Linked DNA regions of Mus musculus: all the other regions are linked to region 2. A link is a contact called in public HiChIP or PLAC-seq and promoter capture Hi-C data. All regions are on one chromosome and are shown on one strand. The core of a region is the stretch at or near the end of the contact, and the rest is flanking DNA. Distances in the headings are between cores, read along the strand shown.

The links. Promoter capture Hi-C pulls out the DNA fragments that hold promoters and counts their contacts. HiChIP or PLAC-seq counts read pairs in DNA pulled down with a chosen protein or histone mark. Capture Hi-C pulls out chosen DNA fragments and counts their contacts.
Region 1: an H3K4me3 HiChIP or PLAC-seq map of bone marrow-derived macrophages shows a contact between it and region 2, with 5 times the contacts expected there. The contact joins the enhancer-like site here to the promoter of Fktn in region 2. A contact is called at or near these places in 13 of 39 promoter capture datasets (the 3T3-L1 cell line, the C10 cell line, cranial neural crest and 8 more), 2 of 484 Hi-C or Micro-C datasets (the G1E-ER4 cell line and embryonic fibroblasts), 3 of 115 datasets of contacts at active chromatin or transcription factors (astrocytes, bone marrow-derived macrophages and stem cell-derived neural progenitor cells) and 1 of 9 other capture datasets (adipose tissue).
Region 3: a promoter capture Hi-C map of liver shows a contact between it and region 2, with 3 times the contacts expected there. The contact joins the promoter of Lexis1 here to the promoter of Fktn in region 2. A contact is called at or near these places in 3 of 39 promoter capture datasets (frontonasal cranial neural crest, hippocampal neurons and stem cell-derived epiblast-like cells), 2 of 484 Hi-C or Micro-C datasets (CD4 T cells and rod photoreceptor), 1 of 115 datasets of contacts at active chromatin or transcription factors (embryonic stem cells) and 3 of 9 other capture datasets (adipose tissue, embryonic stem cells and liver).
Region 4: a contact with region 2 is called in a promoter capture Hi-C map of hematopoietic stem and progenitor cells. The contact joins the promoter of Mexis here to the promoter of Fktn in region 2. A contact is called at or near these places in 14 of 39 promoter capture datasets (the 3T3-L1 cell line, the C10 cell line, cranial neural crest and 9 more) and 1 of 484 Hi-C or Micro-C datasets (pre-B cells).

What each region holds. Positions count from the first base shown.
Region 1 is chr4:53,383,379-53,386,820 of GRCm38.p6, reverse strand. All of the region lies in intron 2 of Gm12496 (a long non-coding RNA gene), which reads left to right. Among named protein-coding and RNA genes, the nearest start is that of Gm12496, 19 kb to the left of the region's middle. Within about 2 kb of position 1,975, at least 72 of the 459 cell types and tissues checked have an H3K27ac peak or open chromatin away from gene starts, as enhancers often do. A contact at or near this core is called in adipose tissue, bone marrow-derived macrophages, liver and 1 more, where this site is marked.
Region 2 is chr4:53,712,840-53,716,099 of GRCm38.p6, reverse strand. Fktn (fukutin) reads right to left here and starts at 1,946. Exons shown (of 10, transcript NM_139309.5): 1 at 1,905-1,946.
Region 3 is chr4:53,216,640-53,220,197 of GRCm38.p6, reverse strand. Lexis1 (a long non-coding RNA gene) reads left to right here and starts at 1,837. Exons shown (of 8, transcript XR_390567.4): 1 at 1,837-2,847.
Region 4 is chr4:53,268,862-53,272,393 of GRCm38.p6, reverse strand. Mexis (macrophage expressed LXRa(NR1H3)-dependent amplifier of Abca1 transcription lncRNA) reads left to right here and starts at 2,162. Exons shown (of 2, transcript NR_033139.1): 1 at 2,162-2,315.

The DNA of each region.
Region 1 (3,442 bases), core at 726-3,225, 330 kb after region 2:
AAAAAAAAAAAAAAAAAAAAAAGAAAGAGCGTCGCCATCTTTATCTGTGTGGCCAGTCTTGGATAGAAAAGGATAGCATCTAGAGAAAAATAGCAGCTAAATTAAGGGAGAGATCAAGCCCGTCCAACTGAGAGAACATGGTGATTTGGAAGCAAAGCAGAAAGTGTTAGATTCACTTAATGAATTTTAAATGTTTGCTCTGAGCTGGCGTGTGGCCTAGACTGCGCTGTTGGCTCACGAACGCTTGGTTGCCAAATGGAAACACAGAGATAAAGGCGAGACAGAAAAAAAGTCAGGTCTGATAGGAAGGTAAGGGGTGCAGCCACAATCCACGGAGAGGAAGTAATGGGTAGCTATCAGTGAGTGACTTGGTGGCTGCCCTGGGACTCTTCCTCTTTTTATGGAGTCATGTCCCAGTTGTGGCCACCAGAGTGAATGAGTGAAGACGTATACCAGTTTTACACTAAATGTGCCTGGAGGGTTTATGGTCCATGGGAAGCCAGCTGGTGGCACAGAAGCAAGCAGGCAACGAAATGTTTCAGAGTTACCCAAAAGTAATAAGCCTTTCCCCACAAAGTTTCTAGTAGGTTATTTTTTTTTCACTGTAATATCTTCTTCACTCTCTGCCCGAATTAGCATCTACTTCCTATGGAAGATTAACAGCCATGTCCTGTAAGTGGGACTGTCACCAAGAAGGGTGGAAAGAGAATCCTCTCTTCCTTTTCTCCGAGGGACCCATTTACAAGCTGCTCTCCATGTGGCTGCTTGGCACCTTGGGTCCCAATGAGTCAGGAGAGATGCGTGGATTCTTCTGACATCCTGGAGCCAAGCATACAGTAAGCATACTCCTTCCCCAACTGGGACCTTCAGAACCACAGTCTTAAATACCAGACAGGAGAGGAGTATGGCTTCCAGACTCCTTAAACAAGTGGTCAGAAAGGTCCCCCATGATGAGGGAGCACGGACCTACCTTCAGCTGCCTCTACTCTTTAAAACAAAATATAACATGCTAGAGACTAAGAAGAGGCAGATGGGCTGCACGGGTCTCAGGCTGTATGCTGGAATAGACTGGAATAGAGCCACTAAGTCCAGTTTTGCTTAAGTGGATTGCTTTAGTTGAAGGCAGAGGAGGGGCGGCTGCCTTTGATGCTCTCAAGTTCCACGGTGTTCATTTCCTACAAGAGTACCTTAGGCAGGACAAGAAAGAGTAGCCTTGAGGGGTCCAGGACAGAGTAGAGACATTCTAGTGTCACAAGTTTTTGTTTTGCTTAATCATTATCAGGAAATAAAACTACACTGATGAATCCAACGCTCTTTCGCACTGTGTGACAATACTATTTTGTCACAGAAAATTAAATTGCCTCCTCTTCTCTCTCTCCTTCCTTCCCTTCTTCCCTTCTCCTCCCTCCCCTTCCCTCCCCTTTCCCTTCCTTTCCTCCTCTTTCCCCTTTTTTTCTTCTCATAGTGGGTTGGGTGTTGAACTCAGAACCTGGCACATGCTATCATTTAGTTGTGTTCTCTAGCAAATAAAATTTTCTCTCAGCTCACATTTCTGGAACTCTTGGGGGAGAGTTTGTAAACACAGCAAACCCCCAATTTAGCTGATCTCCTACAGTCTTCAGTAGCACTTGGACCCCGTCCTTTTGTTTTTCTTGACTGAAGTAGCTGGCACCGTTGAGTTGGCTAGCCATGCCTACGGTTCCCTGTGGAATGACAGTTTCCTGGGTCACTCCTTCCAGGCAGCCACACCCACGCATGCTCACTGAATGCAATTGTGCAAGCCCTGAACTTCTGACCTACATAGCTATTAGCTATGGGGGGGAGGGGGTGTCTTTTCAAGGCATACAGTGCAACAACAGAAAATGGGCACATTCGCGAGTCTTCCTCCTTTATTTCTCTGAAGCAACCAGAGAAAACCCATCGCTCAACTGTGGCTCTAGTGAACTGTGTCCCAGAAAGGAGCACCCATACTGCCCTCTGCTGTTTGCTTTTGATAAGACAGGTACTTGTGAGTGAACCACCTTTTCTGAGATGTGGGCAAGTAGAAGTTGTGGAAATATTGATGCCAACCTGGTATAGGAGTCTCTTTTCTTTGGAAGTAAACAAACATTCAACACAACAGTCCTACGTCCAAAACTCTTAGTGACAGGGAGAAATGAGCACACACAGCAAGGCATATGAGTGACAGGAAAAGGAACAGGGACCACCAGGGAAGATCGCTGATTGGAGACCAGCACCTTCCACTGCCCAGTTTATTTTTCACCCAGGCTTGCTGGGAGCTCAGAAGTATTGTACAGAAACCAGCTCTCTGTTAGCTCTAGGGCCCATGACTGAAGCCTGGAAGCCTGGAAGCTTGGAGAAGGTCCTGGTGAAGAGAAAGCTTGTTTCAGTTTCCATAGAAAATTATCTTCAATACCCCCCCAGTCCCCCCGTCCCCCCCCCTGCCGCGGTGAGCATAGACCCACATGTACCCCACACAAGGCTTAAAGGTTTCTGTGAGCCAGGCAAGCTCAACCGCGTCTTTACAGCCTTGTCTTTCATCTTTACAACTCTGCCTTCCGTCTTTACAGCCCTGCCTTCTGACTTCATAGGCCCAGCACCTCAGAGACTAGCAGGGCCTGAAGAGCTATATTTTGGGGGAATTATTGAGATTATGTTTATTGATCCAGTTTCATGCTGGACCAGGACAACATATGTTCACTTGACAGTTTTTTAATATTCATTCAGAAGTCAAGCAGGAGGGACCAGGCACTTTTGAATGTCCTCCTCATGACAACCTTGTGAGGTAGACCCCAATATTACCTATCACATGACAGAGACTAAGAAACAGGAAATAGTTTGTCTGATTGTAGAATTGGAATTTGAGTCAAACTTACAATTTATAAATGGCTTCCTTTCTTCCTTCCTTCCTTCCTTCCTTCCTTCCTTCCTTCCTTCCTTCCTTCCTTCCTTCCTTCTTCCCTCCCTCCCTCCCTCCCTCCCTCCTTCCCTCGCTCCCTTCCTTTGTTCTTCTTCTCTCTGTCTATGTCTCTCTCTCTGCTGTGCTGGAGATCAGCTCAGGGCTTAGTTTGCTCTATACCAGAGTTCATTGAACAACCCCCTGACCCTTCTTTTATTGAGACAAAACCTCACTGTGTATCCTACAGGATAGGTGTCAGGCTGGAAACCCCAGAGTGTTGGTATGACATGGAGTTCAAAGCTGAAGGTCGACTGCTGGCTTTAAAAGACGAGGGTTTGTTTCCCTTGACCTTCACATTATGGAGGGCAATCTGTTTTACTCAAAGTTCACTGATTTCATTGTTCATCTCACCCAAAAACACCCTCACAGGAACAGCCAGAATATCATTTGCTCAAATGTTTTGGGTCCAGCAAGCTGATACATTAAAAATTAACATTTAATTAAAATTAAAAAATCACAGATGATAAAATTGACTCTGAGTCC
Region 2 (3,260 bases), core at 697-3,196:
TCCTCATCTCATGCTTGCTCTTAGTAACTGAGCCACCTCTCCAACCCCCTCCCCCCACTCCTGCACACCCCAAAGACAAGTCTCTCACTAGCCTAGAATTCACTAAGCAGGCTGGGCTGGATGGCCAGGGATCCTTAGGAATTCTATCTCCCTCTCCCCAGCTCTGAGATTATACGTTCAGGCTACCATGCTCAGCTTTTTAAAGTACCTTCTAGAAGAGGGCAGAAGTCGTATCACCATGCCTACAATGGCAAGCACTTTAGTGAGTGAGTTGAGCCAGCTCAAATCAAGTTACTTGATTTACATTTCATGTTATTTTTAACTGAGTGTACTAGCTAATTTTATGTCACCTTATCACATGCTAGAATAATCTGGGAAGAGGGAACCCCAATTGAGAAGATGCCTCCACAAGACTAGACTGTAGGCAAGCCTCCTGTAGAGAATTTTCTTAAGTTGTGATTTGATGTGGGAGGGTCCAGCCCATTATGGGTGGTGTCATTCCTGGGCTGGTGGTCCTGGGTTCTACAAGAAAGCAGGCCAAACAAACCATGAGAGCAGGTAAACAGCATCCCTCCATGGTCACTGCATCAGCTCCTGCTCCAGGTTGCTGCCCTCAGTGCTTTGGATGATAAACTGTAATCTAAAACTTAGCAAACCAAACCCTTTCTTCCCCAGTCACTTTTGGTCATGGTATTTCACCACTGTAGTATTAGCTCTAACTAAGACAGTGAGTAAAGCCTTTCCCTCAAGAGGCAAGTGACTAACTGCTTGGTTGAGAGCATTTACCCAAGGCTGGTCTGTCGATCATTATGCAGCTCTGTTTCCTAGTGCTTTTTTTTTTTTTTGTCTTGGCCTCCAAAGTGCTGGTATTACAGGTGTGTGTTACCATGGTTGGCTCACAGGCTGACTTTTACTTAATGGAAATCTTCAAACTAGAAAGACTGGAATATCATTCTTTATAGCCGAGAAAGCTTGAGACATACAAGAAAGCGGCTTGCCTTGTACTACCTGAGAAATTGGCGATCGTGATGAAATCTGAATTCAGTTCTCTGGACGACTTTTATCTAAAGCTTTTAACTACCCGGCCCCATTTTTATCAAATCTTTCCCGATATTCCCCAACTGATAATGTAAACGGAAGACAGGAACGTTCCTACATGCAGTTATCTCGCATCGCTAACCGCGCCCACCTTATCATTATTATTGTTACTTATTATTATTACCATCGTCATCATACTATTAAGCATAGTGAGCACTCCTTCAAACGAACTAAGAATGACTACTGAGGAGTCTAAGAAGAGAGGAAAGCGACTGGTAAGCCAACCACCACCTCTCTTCGAAGCAGTTGCAGCAGGCTGCTTGCTGTACACAGAACTTGGCTTTGGCGCAGCATCAAAGTCCTTCTCAGGTGGAACCCTCCCTGGGCGGCTGCCCTGCCAACCCCCTTCCTTTCCCTGTAAGTTCATGCCACGGCGTCGGATGCACTCAGAGCAGCAGCAGGCTGCATCAGTTCCTCCCCGGCGGAGCCACCTTGGCATGCATTGGTCCTCACACCTGATCGGTCTCCCCGCATCGTCCGCTCTCGCCAACCAGCTCAAGCGTCACTGTCCCAGCCCGGCCTCTTAAGCGTCTCCATGAACCTCCAAAATCGAACCCTCGCGGGTCAGGACGATCAACGGACAGCATGGGCGTGTGGGAACGATCTGTCGCCGGGACAGCGGGGACGGCGGCAGCAAGCTCGTGCACGGACTGCGGCCGACCTCGGACTCCTCCCCGCCGCCGTAGGGAGGGTACCCCAAAGGTGGACGACCGCTACTCAGGGTATACCAGTAGACCAGCGACAGTGCCTGAAGGAACCCGCCCACGCCCAGGCTCGGCTACCCGGCCCCGGTGCCCTCATCTTACCTAACTCTAGAGCTGCGGCGGAGGCCTCGCTTTACGGCAACTGTCGCAAAGAAGCGGTCAAGCGCGCAGCGGCGTACGCTGGCTGTTGCTTTGTTCTCCGAGCGCTCCTATTAGTGTGGCCTATTTGGCCATCAGAAATCTGCAATCAGCCGTCCCTCCGGCAGTGCCCTGAGGCTGCCTGGAGTTTAGAGAAAAAACAGAACTGTCCCCCGTAGTGTACGGCTCATCAGACAGAGCGCAGAAAGTGCAAACCTAGGGTGGATAACGATTCTTTTTCTCCCTCCCTCCCTCCCTCCCTCCCTCCTCCCCCTTCTCCTCTCTCTACATTCTGCTATTGGGGACAGAATGGGGAAGAGCACTATGTAGTGATGCAAGTACTCATGAAGTTGAGGTGCCTACTTGACATCCAGGTCTAGAAGATGCGATCTTCCAGTTTGGGGCTTGAAAGAAATATAGATGCTTCTGGGCCTGGCACCTAGCATCTTTGCTTTTAGCAGAGCCATTTAAAGAGTTATTGGCAAGGAGCAGATGTGGATTTTGATAGGAATTTTTGAAAATTAAAAAGCACTAAAGAAATTATTGTAATTTTACGTTCTTTCTACGAAAATTACTAACGGCGTATAGAAAAAAATGAAATAATTTACCTACGCACCCCGTTCTATATCATTTAGCTCAGACTGGCCTTAAATTCTACTCAGCCAATATGGTGTTCAACTGATCCTACACATCTTCCACATCTCAAGTGCTGAGATAACAAGTGTGCATCGCCATGCTTGTCTTAAAACAGAATTTTTCAAAAAGTTGTGATGGAATGTGGCTGTATCAAAAATTTCTATTGTCTGACATGCCTACAATTCAAGTATTTGGGGGGCCAAGGCAAGAGGATCTAGAGTGAGCTCTTGTCTTTAAACACATGCAAACGCACATGCACGCACGCACACACACATGCACACATGCACACAATATAATTGATGCCTATTGGAGTACTAAGAGGTGATATTTTAAAAGATATTAGGAATGCTTATTATGCTCAACTATGTCTGGAAATTATAAGGAGGAAAAAAAAAAACTTCCCGGGTTTTAGAAGTGAATAGATTTCAAGTGCATAGTAAATATTATCCTGCATAAACCTTGCAGGAGGCAGAGGACTAGCCAGCTTTCTAGCCAGTTTTCTGATTTGAGCTAAGTTTAAGTTTAGATCTCACTGTTTTCCCTATATAAGCACAGTCATAATGTGCCATCTACATTATCAAGTTTCTGTTTCTATAAAGTGGACTGGGATTTAGAGGAAGGGATTTAGCACCCTTCAAAGAAAATTGACAATCCTTTTGGTTATCCTAGATTTAACTTGTCAGC
Region 3 (3,558 bases), core at 588-3,087, 500 kb after region 2:
AAATGCCTCTACTCCTACTTCCATCTATTCCTCTCCTTTAGTCAATCACTTAGGAAATGTTTTAATGAGCACATACTATGTGCCAAGCACAGTTGCAGGCACTGCAACCAACTTCACTCTCTGCCCTCTTCTATGTGCATCCCTGATGAAAGTCATTCATCTGGAAGGAGGGCATCACTTGCTGGACCTTCTCATTTAAAATTTCCTGTGATAACAAAGGAGAAAATCTACAGATGGTTTTCCAAGCCACCTCTACTAACCCCCAGCAAGTGTTGGATCTGAAGACCCAGAGCCATGGGAGGCGCTGAGTTTCGGCTTTTCACTTGTTGTAGGAGGTGGGGAATCACTTTCTTAGAGCCTCAGTTTTATCCTCCGAAAACCAGCGATCAATTATTGCACAAGACTCGAGAGGGTCACAGGAGAATTCAATTATAACCATCCAGCTCAGGGTTCAAGTATGTTCAAAGCTCTCAGCATGTGGGACTCTCAACAGGGTAATGATTCAAGTTCCAGGCAGCCATCTTCTTGCCAATGGCAACAGAGGCATCCAACAGCCTCCACGTCTCCCCTGGTCACCTCAGCAAGGCATGCAGACAGGGTTACTTTCGGGCAAGGGTAGCCCAATTGCAGCCTTTGTTTTAATCAGCCTGAGCAGCAACTCAGTGGAGGGCCCATGAGGCGGTGACATTCCAACTCCCTGAGACACTCAAGGGAGCAGATTCTTGGAAAGAGATGGGAGTGGGAGGAGGCTGGCCCACTTCTATTTCCTTTCCTCTGTCTCCAAGGCTCCTTCAGGAAGGGAGGACACCTGCTGCTCTCTCCAGCTCTTTGCAATTCTGAGGAATAGCCCAGAATTAAGGGATAGACAGAAGTAATAAGAGTGGGATCAGGTCCCTGCCCTCCCCTCCTGTCTGATATGCTTCTAGCTACATAGGCAACTGTAATGGGAAGGATGCTAATGGCTTCCACCAAGCCCAAAGATGGGGAGACTCCCAGATGTCTATAACTGCTCTGACCTTACAAGAAAAGCCACTGTTCGTATACTCTCCCGGCTCCCTCTCCTCTTTTTCTCTCTCATTGCTCTCTGAGCAGAAGGTGAGATGCCAGTCTGTGGGCCAGCCAGTCCTTTGATCTTGGCTTATCAGTGGGAAATTTACTGGTATTGTGGCACAGCAGTTTGAGCAGACTGTGCCAGACTCAGTACAGGATTTCCAGGGGAAGCAAGGCATTCTCCGCCTTCGGTGCTTACCACCTGTTTTCAGCGATGGACACATTCCAGACTGGGTGCCAGTTAGGGCTGCTGAATGGATATAAAAGCCCTCGTGTTGGGGAACGTCACAAACAAGCAGTCACTTCAGCCTGCCAGACACAGTGACAGCTTCTCTTTGAGACGCCTGGGGTTGAAAAAAACTCTAGCTGTTCTTTTATGAGCTCACTCCAATAAACAGCAAATTTATCAAGTGTGAGCAGTATTTCTGCCCTCAATGAACGAAGAACCCAAAGGGTAGCAGGTACCTTCATCAGAAAGGATAGAGTAACTTCTTATCGGAGGTCTTGCCAAAACGCACTCTATTTACCTGTTATTTACTCTGGAGCAGGTTTCTGGAACTCCCTGGGTCTCAGTTTCCTTTCTCATTACTTCAACAGATCTCTAAATTTAAAAAACGCAAGTGACGCTTTCCACATCATAGTAGCCATATTAAATAGTATGCCATAACTGTTTTTCTCCACCCCTTGCACAATTCCAGGTCCTCATTTGTTTACAGAGTGCCAGTTGCCAAGTTCTCCAAATCTCCTCCATTCGGGCATCCTTACATTACTTTAGCTCAGGCATCATCCACAGAAGTAAGTGCTTGCTTAAAGAAACTTGCTGCGTCTGGAAGGGCACAGGACAGGTCCTGCAGCAGGCCTGCCTGGGCCTTGGCCCAGCGGTGCCTGCTAGTTACCTTTCACCTACTTCTGCAGCGGCAGCCTAGCGGGGTAACTCCAGGTCAGACTTGGATCTCTGCGCGCCTGCGCAGAGCTGGCTGCCGGCTGCAGCTAAGCATCCCTAACGTTGTTTCTTTTTTCTTTCTTTTTTGGTGGTGGTTTCTGCTACTCTCGGAAATAAAGGCTGTGGGCCTTGCGGACGTGCTTTGATTTCTGTGTGGGCACGGTCCCAGGCCGGAGAGGGTAACCTGGACCTCTTCCCAAAGTTGTCACCTACCGCTAACACCCCCAGGCGCCCCATCCTTCCCTTCCCCCATTTCTGGACTTTCCGCTCCCCTCTCTCCCACAGCTTGGGGCTGCCCATCTCCTCGCCCCCAACCCCGCCCTGATCACTGCCCCTGGAAAAGAGCAAGGCTGACTCCGGAGCTAGAGAGGAGCACATTCGAGCGAGAAGCTACGTGGGTGCAAACAACACTCCAGTTTCTGCCCGGGAGGAGCCGGATCTAACAACTAGGTTGCAACCAGAGGAATCGCGCTAGTTGAAGGCGTCTAGGCTGCCGTGCGCCTCGGGGTTACTGCCGGGCATCGCGCGGGCGGGGCGGGCGCTAGGAGGGGCATGTCCTCGGCCTCAGGAACCATCATAATGGAAACACTCATAGGCATCTGGAGAGGTCTGAGGCTCTCATCCACACCAGCCTCGACGATAGGAGTCTGTGGTGGTCCTTCTGTTCTAGAAAGTGCCCTCTTTCCTGGCATCCCAAAAATCTGGGAGGGTCAAGGAGAAACTGATTTTCAAAAATACCCTTTCCTGCAGGAGTTCAAGCCCCTACCTACCGACCGACCTGTGGTCTCTGAAGTTGGACAATGCTCCCCAACAGGTGCAAACAGAATACCTGTTTGACCGGGCTTTGTCTCTAGGTAAGGTGAAAGGACTATGCTGCGCCCTTACATCTCTGGGTTAAGCATCGTTAACAGTAGAACTTGGTAGTTCATCTGATGGTCCCTGGGCTTTTTAGCATTGGAGGTGAGCAACTCTACAATTTTCAGCCCGTTGTGTCATGTTGCCCCTCTGTCCCACAAGACCTCCAGGGAACAGTGCTAAGCTGAATTAATTACCTTCAAAGTGAGGCCTGTGTTGTGTGAGTGGACATTTTGAGGTCTGCTAGGTTTTTTTGAAAGATGACAACTTTTCGGGACATTACATTGAGGCAAAGTATGTAGTTCATTCCCCCCAAAGAAAGGACAGATTCACAGGCACACACCTTTTATTTTCTTACTCTGCCATAGCCTCCGTACAGTATCCAGTCAGTTGATAATAGACTCATCCTCACATGATACAAGAAAATGTGTGGTTGGTGGGAATAAGGGTCTTATGCTTTCTTTTTAATATGAATATATTTTAAAGAAACTCTTGAAGGTATGGGTGTCTCATGAGAAACAAACCAAACCAAACCAGAACACGAAGGCTGACCACAGAGAACCTAATCTGAACCCTGGCAGCCTGATATTACTATATCCTAAAGGAGAGTCCATGTTTTTAATGCAGTTTAGCAAACATCCTGCATCAAAAATGAAATCCACTAACCATTCTGATACGGGGTTGGAAATAAGGTACTATCTTAGTTTTGT
Region 4 (3,532 bases), core at 913-3,412, 440 kb after region 2:
TCAAAGACCTAGCACTCATTAAGATTGCTAAGTTGGGTTTTGTTTTTTGTTTTTGTTTTTACTTTCTACTGATTCATCGTGTTTCCCATCATGCACTCTAGTTCCACTCATCTCCCCTTTCCTCATATCTGCCCTTTACTCTGGCACACAACCCCCCACCAAAAAATAAAACACACACACACATACACTAAACAAAACAAAGCATAAAAAAACCATCTTGCCTGGCAAACACAGAAGTGGATGCTCACAGTCATCTATAAGATGGAACACAGGGTCCCCAATGGAGAATCTAGAGAAAGCACCCAAGGAGCTGAAGGGATCTGCAACCCTATAGGTGGAACAACAATATGAACTAACCAGTACCCCTAGAGCTTGTGTCTCTAGCTGCATATGTAGCAGAAGATGGCCTAGTCGGCCATCATTGGGAAGAGAGGCCCCTTGTATTGCAAACTTTATATGCCCCAGTACAGTGGAACGCCAGGGCCAAGAAGTGGGAGTGGGTGGGTAGGGGAGCAGGGCGGGGGGGGGGGAGGGTATAGGGAACTTTAGGGATAGCATTTGAAATGTAAATAAAGAAAACATCTAATAAAAATATAAAACAAACAAACAAACAAAAACAACCAACCAAACAAAACCCATCTTGTGGAAGCTGTCATATGTCACAGTGTGTCCCACAGTATACCCCTCTGTCCACACATCTTCCCTTGCAAATATCCCTTGCAATGAGTCATTGGTCTGGTTTGAGGACTCTGGCTTCTGGGACACCATCAATATTGCATCCTTACTGGGACTCCTCCCAGTTATCCAGTTGTAGCCCTGTGCCATAGAGACCATGCAGCTTTGGCAAGACAGGCCCTTTCACTTGCCCTATTTACTGATGATATAGATTTTGGTGTGGCCAAGTCAGAGGCCTGGATCTGTGTCTGGTTGACATCTGAGCTGAGCCGCCCATCAGCTTTCCCTTATTTGAACCACCCGGGCAAGGTCTCCAGCAGGGCTCCAGTTAGACCACACAATGTTGCCATTCTGGCTCTGCTTCCTTGCCCACTGCCCACCCGATGGATCCTGAAAGGCAATCGAGGCAGGAATTCCAGGGGCTGCCGAACACGACATTATAGGGAGAAGGAAGTTTAACCTGGCTACTGGGTTATGTGACCTCCGGGGAGGGAGACAAAGGTGGGGGTGCGGGGCCACATGCAGGCCTGGGGCAAGGGTGAGCGATCCTACTCCTGCTGATTTTTGGAAAAGATTTCCGGGGTTTCCGTGTGTTTGACCCCACTCTTGCTCAGGGTGGGCTCCCCTTTTCCCAGAGCTCCCGACCTCACACAATGTTGTCATTGGTAGGAGGCAGAGTCAGCTTTCTTGTTCTCATGCCCTCGGGCTAGCTCACCCTCACCCAGGACTCGAGAGGCAGCTCCACTGTGCTGTGCAGTCAAGCTACAGGGCCCACTCTTCCAAGTGTGCAGCCGAGAGGCTGAGAAAGCTCTCCCAATCTCACACCCTCAGCTCATGCGTGCCTTTGCCTTCAGGGCCAGCTCCACTGGATCTGCCCGGAGAGGTTCAGGGCCTGCTCTTCACTCTCATGACCTTAGTGACAGCTCTCTCAACTCTCACAGGTGGTGAGGGGTGAGGCAAGGGAGGTCATCACCCCGTACCCACGCCACCTCCTGGCAGACTAGTCACGGGGCCAGCTCGCCTGCACTCGTGCCCACGGCCGACTCACCTGTGCTCCCGTCACCAAGGCCAGCTCCACTGTGCTGCCCAGGCAAGATATGGGGCCCACTTTCCCAAGTGCTGCAGGTAGCAAGGTGCAGGGCCAGTTCACTTGCTCTAATGACCCCAGGGTCGGCTTTCCAGACTGTCTCAGATGGTGAAGAATGGGGTGGGGGGGGGGTGTCAGATCGTTTAGAAGGCTGCCTTCACTGATAGTTTTCTTTCACTTCTGTTGGAATCCTAAAGTTTAGAAGAGAGAGAGTGCTGTTGACATTTTGTATTGGGGCTTGAGCTCAAAACTGAGAAACTAAAGGGAAAAAAAGTACATAGCTGGGTGTGGCGGTACAGATGTGTCTTCCCAGCACATGCGCAGTGGAGGCAGAAAGATAGCGTTGAGGTCATTAACTATACACTGGGCTTGAGGCCAGGCTGGGTTATATGAAACCATGTCTGAAAAGGAAGTTGAAGAAGACAAAGCAGGAGGAAGAAGAGAGAGGGAAGGAGGAGGAGAGTACATTTAAAACTTCTCAAGAGAAACCCTGACGCCCAGAGGCCTGCCCACCACATGGCCCGCCTGCAGCAGGAACCACTACAATGTGCAAGTATGTGGTGGAGAGATGGGAGAGAGAGAAAGGGAAGTGGATGCATTTGAACACATGGAAGAGAGGAGGAACTGGAGACTCACGGGTGGAGAGGAATAATCTGGTGTGAGTAGCCTGCCCTGCCTCCTGGGGCCATGGTGAAGTCCCAGCCCGTGCTGCCGCTGACGGCCACGTCTGCATCCATGGTCATTGGCAGCAGTGGGGTCTGTGTTGATATTCACTGCTCATATTGCCACCAAAGGCCAAGGAGACATCCCTGGTCTGGGTTGCTCCCTGGGACCATGTTGATGTCCAAGGGCTGTGCAGAGCTATAAGGGCCCCATCCCTTACAGGCTATAGCACTTGGGAGAGCGGTTCCTGTACCACTCCTGGGTAGCACAGAACAGCTGGCCCTGGTGGCAGGAGAGTGGTTGAGCTGGCCCCAAGGGCGTGAGAGCTGGCAAGCTGGCCCTGCCCTTGTCAGCTGCAGCACTCAGTAGAGTGAACCCCATACCTTGCCTGGGCAGCACAGTAGAGCTGGCCCGGGTGGTGTGGGGGTGGGTGAGCTGGCCTCAAAGGCATGAAAGCAGGTGAGCTGGCCCTGCCCTTGCCAGCTGCAGCATTGGGTGAGCTAGCTGGGTCAGTGCTGGAGAGCTGGTCCTGGTGGTGAGAGTTCAGGAGAGCTGGTGGGCTGACCAACTCAGCTACCACCCAGGCCCAGATCCAGGGCTTTGAGTTGGCCGACCCCAACATCTACCCCATCTATGAACTGCTGGAACTCATGAAGGATTGATCTGGCAGATCCAAAACTGCAGGATCTCCACGACACAGGGCAGCAACAGGATATCTGAGAGGAGTCCCAGTATTGATCCAATATCGATAGAATAACAAAAGCCAGAGGCCTCTAACGAGACTGTCAATGACTCATTGCAATGAACATTTGCAGGTAAAGATGTGTGGGCAAAAGCATATGCTATGTGACACACTATAGATTCCCTGATGAGATTTTTCTATTTTTTTATTTCTTTTTCTTTTCTTTCTCTCTTTCTTCCTTTTTTCTTTCTTTTTCTATCTTCTTTTGTTGTTGTTTTTTCTTTCTTTCCTTCTTTCTTTGTAGGACAGTTGCTAGGGCAGAGGGAAGAGACGAAGGGACAGGGAAGTGAGTGGGACCGTGGTGTCTGATGCTAAAGAATCGTCATCAATGCACCCCAACCCCACAAAGAATCATTAAAAGTGCC